Linked DNA regions of Sus scrofa: region 1 is linked to region 2. Evidence: chromatin contacts called from public HiChIP or PLAC-seq data. All regions are on one chromosome and are shown on one strand. Each heading gives the region's core, a stretch centred on a gene start, on an enhancer-like site or on the middle of the called end of the contact. The rest is flanking DNA. Distances are from core to core; before and after follow the strand shown. Region 1 has its middle 31 kb from the start of AHCTF1. Region 2 overlaps CDC42BPA (serine/threonine-protein kinase MRCK alpha).

Region 1 (4,344 bases), core at 1,802-4,301, 150 kb after region 2:
GCGTTCCTGGCTCATCGAACAGAACAGCAGTGCTGCTGATCCTTCTCCCCTCCTCAAGGCGTCCCCTGCAGCTGACACTGAAAATAGACTCTGTCCCCGCTCCAGGGTTGCCCCTCCCTCCCCCCTCCTCGGGAAAGAAAACACAGGCAGTGAGTGAGCCGACAGTATTATCAGGGCCTGAGTGTCTTTCAGGAATTACCAGATGTTGGGAAGAGGATAATGTGTCATTTCCTTTAACAAACAGTCTGGGCATCTGTGCATTTCCTGTTGAGCCAGCTCTTTGGGAGAATGTGAGGCAGGGGGAGGGAAAAAAACCCTGCCCTCTACTCTCAGGTACCGAGGGGCTTCTCCAAAGCCCTTCTGACTCTGGGAGTTCCCTGGTGGCCTACAGGTTAATGATTGGGCATTGTCACTGCAGAGGTTCGTTTTCCATCCCTGCCCCAGGAACTTCCACCTGCCGAAGGTGTGGCTAAAAAAAAATTGTTTAAAAAGCAGTTCTGTCCTCTGTAGTGTAGGTGACACTGCAAGGAGATGGCACAAGTTAAAAACAAGGCTTTGGGGAGTTCCCCTTGTAGCTCCACTGAACCAACACAGGCCATACCCCCAGGAGCTTGCCCCACCACCGAAGCCATCCCTACTAACCTGAAATGCTGGAGATGAAGCCCAGTCCCCTCTTTTGAACCTTCCAGGTGATTTATTTATTTATTTATTTTTGGCCGTGCCCATGGCATGCAGAAGTACCAGGGCCAGGGATCGAACTTGAGCCACAGCAGTGACAACACCAGATCCTTAACTGTTTACCACCAGGGAACTCTTTTTTTTTTTTTTTTTTTTTTTTTTTTTGAGGCTTCCAGGTGATTTTGATGTACTCTCAAGTTTTTGTGGTTTTGGGGTTTTTGTCTTTTTAGGGCTGCAGGTGCAGCATATGGAGGTTCCCAGGCTAGGGGCCAAATCAGCTACAGCTGCCAGCCTACACCACAGTCACAGCAACGTGGGATCTGAGCTTGACTGCAACCTACAACCACAGATCATGGCACCAGATCCTTAACCTACTCAGTGAGGCCAGGGATCACATGGATGCTAGTCCTGTTTGTTACTGCTGAGTCACAACAGGAACTCAAAGTTTGGGTTTTTTTTTTTTTTCAAGTTTTATTGAAGTATAGTTGATTTACAAGGTTGTGATAATTTCTGCCTTACAGCAAAAGTGACCCAGTCATATATATATACACATATCCATTCTCTTCAGATTCTTTTTCCACACAGATAATCACAGAATACTGGGTAGGGTTCTCTGAGCTATACAGCAGGTCCCCATTGGCTAATCATTCCACACACCTCAGTGTGCATCACCCTCGAGTTTGAGAACCTCTGGGTTCTCAGAAGACAAAAGAAGAGACGGAGGGGTTACCTGAGATGATGCTCTAAACACCTGGCAGAAGCGGGAGGAAAGGACGGGACCTGTGGATGAGGCCGTCTTGGCAAGAAAAATGTCCCGGAACTAAAAATGAAAGGACCATCGTGGCTCAGCAGAAACAAATCGGAAGATGCAGGTTCGATTCCTGGCCTCGCTCAGTGGGTTAAGGATCCGGCATTGCCGTGAGCTGTGGTGTAGGTCTCAGACATGGCTCAGATCCTATGTGGCTGTGGCTAGGGCTCTGATTCTACCCCCATCCTGGGAACTTCCTTGTGCCACAGGTGCAGCCCTAAAAAACCAATAAATAAATAAATAAATAAAACAGTAAATAAGGCAAAGATACAGCAATATCTCCTGGCTCAGACTTCACTAGTTTGCAGCACTTCCAGAATGTACATAAGAGTATATTCACAGCACATTTTACAATTCAAACAAAATGTCCAGTGTGGGCCTGATATGTACAATGTGTGTGCAAATCCATTGCTATGTGGCAGGAAGGGGGACCCCCTCCCAGGGCCCCGGCATGGGCTCTTGTCTGACTCTCAGGACTGAGTTGTCCAAGGAGACACCCGTGCTGAGAAAGCACGAGACCTACTGGGAAGGGGCGCCCGGGGTCCAGAGCAGCAGGAGAAGGAACCCAGGAGAACGGCTCAGCCACGAGGCTCACAGCCTCAGATTTTATGGGAATGGGGTTAGTTTCCGGGCTGTCTCTGGCCAGTCGTCTTGCTCGGCCTGTATTCAGTCTGGCTCAGGGTCCTTTCTGGTGCCACCTGCACCTCTCGGCCAAGATGGATTCCAGCGCCAAGGATCCTGGGAGGTTGGTTGTCTCCCCCTCCCGTAGGCCCCTCCCAAATCCTCCTGGTTAGTCTTCAGGGCTGCACCGCGTACCTTATCAGGGCCTGCCACTGTGACACAACGCTTGCAAGTGGCTATTACTGTGACTAGTCAACGTGGTGGCTCCAGTCGATGGTTCCCGGTAGATATAAACAAAAATATTGGAAAAAGTCTACATCGAGATGTTCAGTGAGCACTCCAGGATGATGGATTATGGATACTTTTTATTTCATTCGTTATACTTTTCTGGGTTTCCCCCAATTTTTCCATAATAAATAGGTCTTTTTATAACCAAAAAATGTTAATAAAGTGACAAGCTTGTTGGGTCAAAATGGTCATTTAAAGACAGTTCTCCGGAGGCCAGCTCTCCAAGAATTTATGTCACGCAGATAATTACACCACCTGTTACACTTGTGCGAAAACAGGACATGGAGAGCGTGGGATCTGGAATGCAGAAAGATTGTTACACGCATCAGATCTAGTTCAAACTAGCACAGCAGGGAGAGCTACCGAAAAATGAGCCAGAGCCCACCCTGGGGCACCCTGCTCACTTCCCCTGCCCACTGGGTGCCCCTGAGGAGATGTGGGCACTGGGTGTTCTCAGCAGCCTGCAGGAACGGCCTGTCCTTCTGTTCAGGTTTATTCAGAAGCCCCAGCAGCTTCTGGGTTTTTGTAGCCATTTTTCCCAATAGGAACAGGCCCGGAGGCAAAAACAAAACCAAACCAAACCACTGAAAGAGCCCTTAAAAGCCTAGAAAGGAAGAAAGGACAATGGAACGTGATGTAAGGGCAACTAAACAGCCAGTGACTCAGCGCTTCAGCGCCATCAACACCAGCTGCAGTCCGAGATGGCAGCCGCAGTGGCAGCTCGCAGACACACACACACACACACACACACACACACACACACACACACACACACACACACACACAGAGGCAGTGCAAACATCGCCTGGAGAGCAAAAATTCAGGCTCTTGGACGGTGCTTGGAGGCAAGGCACAGAATCAAAGATTTCTGGAGCTGTACACTTGGCAGAATGTATAAGGATGTTGCATGGTTTTGTTTGTTTGGGGGTTTTGTTTGTTTGTTTTTGTATTTTTAGAGCCGCACCCACAGCATGTGGAAGTTCCCAGGCTAGGGGTGGAATCAGAGCTGCAGCTGCCAGCCACAGCCACAGCAATGCCAGATCCCAGCCACGTCTTCGACCTACAGCACAGCTCAAGGCAATACCAGATCCTTAACCCATGCGCGAGGCCAGGGATCAAACTCTCATCTTCAGGGATACTAGTCAGATTCATTACTGCTGATACTGCTGAGCCATAGTGGGAACTCCAAGTATGTTGCGTATTAATTCAGCTTTCCAGTAACATCTTTTATTTTCATTCCCTAAGGAGCAGGACATGTATCCCTGGGGTCAATTTCTCCAAACTGGAACCAGGATCCACCTGCAAGCATGTCTCTCTCGCCTAGCTCTGACACGTCACAGGATGAAGTCTGATCAGCTTGGTGGAGTTCAGTGTCGGTTTCTCAGGAAGACTGGGCTGGGGAGGGGGGTGCAATTCTCACCCTTTGTGAGTCATGGGTGGAGGGGGGACTACAGCTGGGAGTGGGACTCTGTCCCATGGAATTTTGCAATCAAATACTCTACCCCTGAGCTATACCCCCGAGTCCCATGGAATTTTGACTCAGGCAGTAACTCCGTCTACAAATGTGTCATCTTCTGCACAGACACATTTCTTCATGATTTTAATTTTTTCCACTAGAGTTGGTTTAGAGCATTCTGTCAGTTTCTACTGTGCAGCAAAGCGACCCAGTCACACATATATACACATTCTTTTTCTCACATTATCCTCCATCATGTTCCATCATAAGCGACCAGACAGAGCTCCCTGTGCTCTACAGCAGGAGCTCATTGCTTATCCACTCCAAATGCATCCATTAACAACACAGATGAATTTTTTTAACTCAGCCTGTACCACGAGTCAGAGTCCTTGAAGTGACCTCTCCCTTGGAGCTGGTTTGGGTTGGTCCCTGCTCCTGCCGGCGGCTCCTCAACCACAGGACCCGCCCTGTAGACCCCTGCAGATTAGGGGTC
Region 2 (4,130 bases), core at 9-2,508:
ATAGGGGGAAAATCCTTACCTTCATGGGGCATGCGTTCTAGCTTACCATTACTGTTAAGAAGGTTACAAAACTTCCACATAATGGACTTTTATGGAGCCTTTAGAAATCAGGTTTAAAAGAAACATTTCAACACATAGAGAAGAGACAAACTATCTGGTAAGAAAAGCTGGTTAGATATAAATGTTTACCAATATTATTACCTATGAATAGAATAAGATTGGAAAGAAATGCCACAGAACTACAGAAGTGGATTTCAATGCTGTGTACCTTTGATTAGACTGTAATACTATTCAGCATCATGGATATAGTACATGATTAATAAGTTTCTTTTTTTCTTTTTAGGGCCACACCCATGGCACATGGAGGCTTCCAGGCTAGGGATTGAATAGGAGCTGCAACCCCGGCCTAAACCAGAGCCACAGCAAGGCTAGATCCAAGCCGCGTCTGCAACCCACACCACAGCTCACAGCAACACCAGATCCTCAACCCACTGAGCAAGGCCAGGGATCAAACCCACAACCTCATGATTCCTAGTCAGGTTCATTTCTGCTGCACCGTGACGGGAACTCCAATAAGTATTTTTTATTAGTCAAAACAGAGACACCTAAACAACAAGAACAAAGAAAACCCTTCGTTTTTCTGCTTTTCATCTCTGGAAAGGAAAATTATTATATTTAAAAGCACTGTGCCAAGTATTGATATAATAAATAAATTCAATCCTTGCCTTCACTTACAATCTATTGGTGAAGACAAACATTAAACAAAGAAACAAGAATTTAAAAGTGTAAGCACCAGGAAGAAGTCGTACAAGGTTCTCACATTCCCCATTACAAAGACAGAAGTATCTTACATCTTCATTCCCATTTATTATTATTTTTTTTTTTATTTTATGGCTGCACACTCTGCATATGGAAGTTCCTGGGCCAGGGACCGAATCCAAGCCACAGTTGCAAACTACACTGCAGCTGCAGCAACACCAGATCCTTTAACTCACTGTACCCAGCCAGGGATCAAACCCCCACCTCCTCAGCAACCCAAGCTACTGCAGTCAGATTCTTAACCCATTGCTGATTTCATTCTCCCATTCAGTTTTTTTCTGATTGCATTCTGCCATCAATTCTTTTACTAATTTCCAAATATGAAATGATTTTAAGGAAGCGACAGTAATGATAAAATGTATTTTGTTAGGTGGGGAGGACCTCTACTTCCTCTGAAAACACAACATCCATTAATAGTCTAGCCTTAAATATAATGCATGAGTCATTTCAAAGTATCTGCAAGAACTATATTAACAGAGGTAAGTGGCTGGGCAAATTCACTCTGCTCTACTTCCCTTTTTAGCAAAACTTAGCCTGCTGCCTTTTTCCTCTTAGAGCTCAAGTTTGGAGTGAATAAAAACACTCCATCTTAAAAGCAAGGAAGGTTTTACCTTCTCTATTAGAGTCAAGAGACAAATGTTAAAAAGGAAAGGTGAGTAATTCCCCTTCACTTCTATCCATGATTAAATCAAGTGGATTGAGACTGAAGACCTGTCCTCTAGCCATCAGCCTGGAAGCCCAAATCTCAGTGACTCTGTTTCACTAACAAATGAGTTTCTAAGGCTGACTGGAAACCTAAATTCAGCTTTGAGTCTCCTTTGAGATCCAAAGTAAGGAACAAAGGTTTACATTTGGGGGAAGATACCTGAAAGTCTCTAGTCTGGCTCCAAGTTCTTGTCTTGATCCTTTTTAACAGGGGATCCTAATAACTCTGAAGCTGATCTGGCACCAACAAACTGATTAAAATCCAAAGAGAATGGAGCCTCACCTCCTAACATGGACACAGTTATCTGATAGCCCAGAAATCAAAAGCATCAACAGTATTTTGTAGTTTTTGCCCTCACTAGAAAAATCTGTTTTGCTTGGTATAGAATCAGAGGTTGACAGGTTTTCTTCTTTCAGTTTTAAGATGTTGTTTTCTGTTATCTTCAACTTTCATCATTTCCATTGAAAAGTGTATTGTCTTCGCATCGCTTTTTGAAAGTTACATGTCCCTCTTCCTATAACTATTACCAAAATTTTTTCTTTATCTTTGGTTTTCATAAGTTTTACAGTGTGTGGCTGGATGTATTATGTGCCCTAAATGTACTGATCTTATCATGGAGTCATATAATTCTTAAATCTGTGTATGGATTAACGTCTTTAGTTAGCTCTGAAAAATTCTCAGCCCTTATCTCTTCAAATATTATTTTTGTCCCATTTTCTCTCTTTTTCATCTCCCTTTGGAACTATAAATACATACATGTTAATTTTTTCTTTATGTCTAATTTGAACCCTCACTTATTTTTAAACTTTCCATCCATTTTTTTTCCTCTCCATGCTTCAGCCTAGATAGTTCCTATTGACCTATTTTCCATGTCACTAATCTTGTCTTCAGACTGCAGTGAAACCTATTATTTATTTATTTTTTATTTTTTTGTCTTTTTACCATTTCTTGGGCCGCTCCTGCGGCATATGGAGGTTCCCAGGCTAGGGGTCGAATCGGAGCCATAGCCACTGGCCTACGCCACAGCCACAGCAACGCGGGATCCGAGCCATGTCTGTGATACACCACAGCTCACGGCAACGCCAGATCGTTAACCCACTGAGCAAGGGCAGGGATCAAACCTGCAACCTTCTGGTTCCTAGTCAGATTCGTTAACCACTGTGCCACGACGGGATCTCCTAAGTTTTACTTTCAATCACTGTGTATTTCATTTCTACATTAGGGTCAGATTGCCTTAATCCAATCTGGGATTGACTGGACTAGAACTGAGTTTCAGTCTTGTGAGGGCTGGCCTATTTCCACTTACACCTCAGGGTGTGGTCTCTCAGGAGTTCCAATTTAATACCTGAAATAATTAACAAAGCTTTCCACTTCACTGAGAACTAAACCCCATTTTTTTTCCCCTACCTGTGAGATTTCTGAAAGTTCTCTTTAACTTCTCTGACTCCAGACAACTGTCTTCAAAAGAAAGGTAAAACTGAATGCTGGGGGTTCACCTCTCAAAAGACCTTTTCTGTGACTCTCAGTCCCTTCAGTCTTTGATTAGTGTATAGCTCTTATGCCTTCAAACACCTGAATTTATTTTAATAAAGGTTTTCTAATTGTTTTTATCACAAGAGTTGATGTCAAACAATCACATGTGTTAGAATAAGAGGTTCTATACAAAGTCTTTAGTGTGTGGAATTTCTCAAACTATTCCACTGACTTTTGATTGGCATTTCGTAAAACTAATGAATTGATTTAGGAAGAACTGACATCCTTACAAATATTTTGTACCATATTTGAACATGATAAATCTGTCTTTCAGGGGTTTTTTAAATCATATGTTGTAATAATCTCTCCTTGTAGATCTCATGCACTATTTGTCAGGTTAAATCCTAGAGACTTGATTTATTATTGTGAATGGTATCATATGCCATCATCCTCTGGTTTATGTCATCATCTCTTCTGATTATTGAGTAGAAAGAAATTCCACTGATTTTTATAAAATAATCTTTTATTTAAGAAATACTAAATTACCTTATTAATACATATGGATATCTATTTTTTCTATAGATGTTTATATAGGTGATCTGTAAATGCTTACAGATTTTTCTCTTCTTTTCCAATCCCATTAACTCATTCTATTTTTCTTTTTTTCTTTTTTTTTTTTTTTAATGCACTGGCCAGAAACTCCAGTAACAAAACAAAACAAAAAAACAAACAAAACAGTGTTAACTATATTTGTCTTATTCCTTTTTTTGCTTTTGCTTTTTAGGGCCACACCTGCAGCATATGTATGTTCCAAGGCTAGGGATCGGATTAGAGCTACAGCTGCTGGCCTACGTCACAGTCACAGCAACGTGGGATCCAAACTGCATCTGTGACCTACACCACAGCTCAGGGCAACGCCAGATCCCTGACCCACTGAACAAGGCCAGGGATTGAACCCACAATCTCATGGATACTAGTCGTACTCATTTCCACTGCACCACAATGGGAACTCCCTGTCTTATTCCTGATGTAAATGGAATACATGTGAAGTTTTAACATTAAAGGTTTGATTTAAGTTTTTGGCACATATCCATCATCAAATTAAAGACACTCAAAACCAAACTTTTGGTTT

The links. HiChIP or PLAC-seq counts read pairs in DNA pulled down with a chosen protein or histone mark.
Region 1: an H3K27ac HiChIP or PLAC-seq map of alveolar macrophages shows a contact between it and region 2. The contact joins two enhancer-like sites. A contact is called at or near these places in 1 of 47 Hi-C or Micro-C datasets (embryonic fibroblasts) and 2 of 2 datasets of contacts at active chromatin or transcription factors (alveolar macrophages and skeletal muscle).

The regions. Positions count from the first base shown.
Region 1 is chr10:15,009,495-15,013,838 of Sscrofa11.1, forward strand. No RefSeq gene overlaps it. Among named protein-coding and RNA genes, the nearest start is that of AHCTF1, 31 kb to the right of the region's middle. Within about 2 kb of position 3,052, at least 33 of the 83 cell types and tissues checked have an H3K27ac peak or open chromatin away from gene starts, as enhancers often do. A contact at or near this core is called in alveolar macrophages, where this site is marked.
Region 2 is chr10:14,864,098-14,868,227 of Sscrofa11.1, forward strand. The region is part of intron 2 of CDC42BPA (serine/threonine-protein kinase MRCK alpha); the gene reads right to left. Among named protein-coding and RNA genes, the nearest start is that of CDC42BPA, 75 kb to the right of the region's middle. Within about 2 kb of position 1,259, at least 1 of the 83 cell types and tissues checked has an H3K27ac peak or open chromatin away from gene starts, as enhancers often do. A contact at or near this core is called in alveolar macrophages, where this site is marked.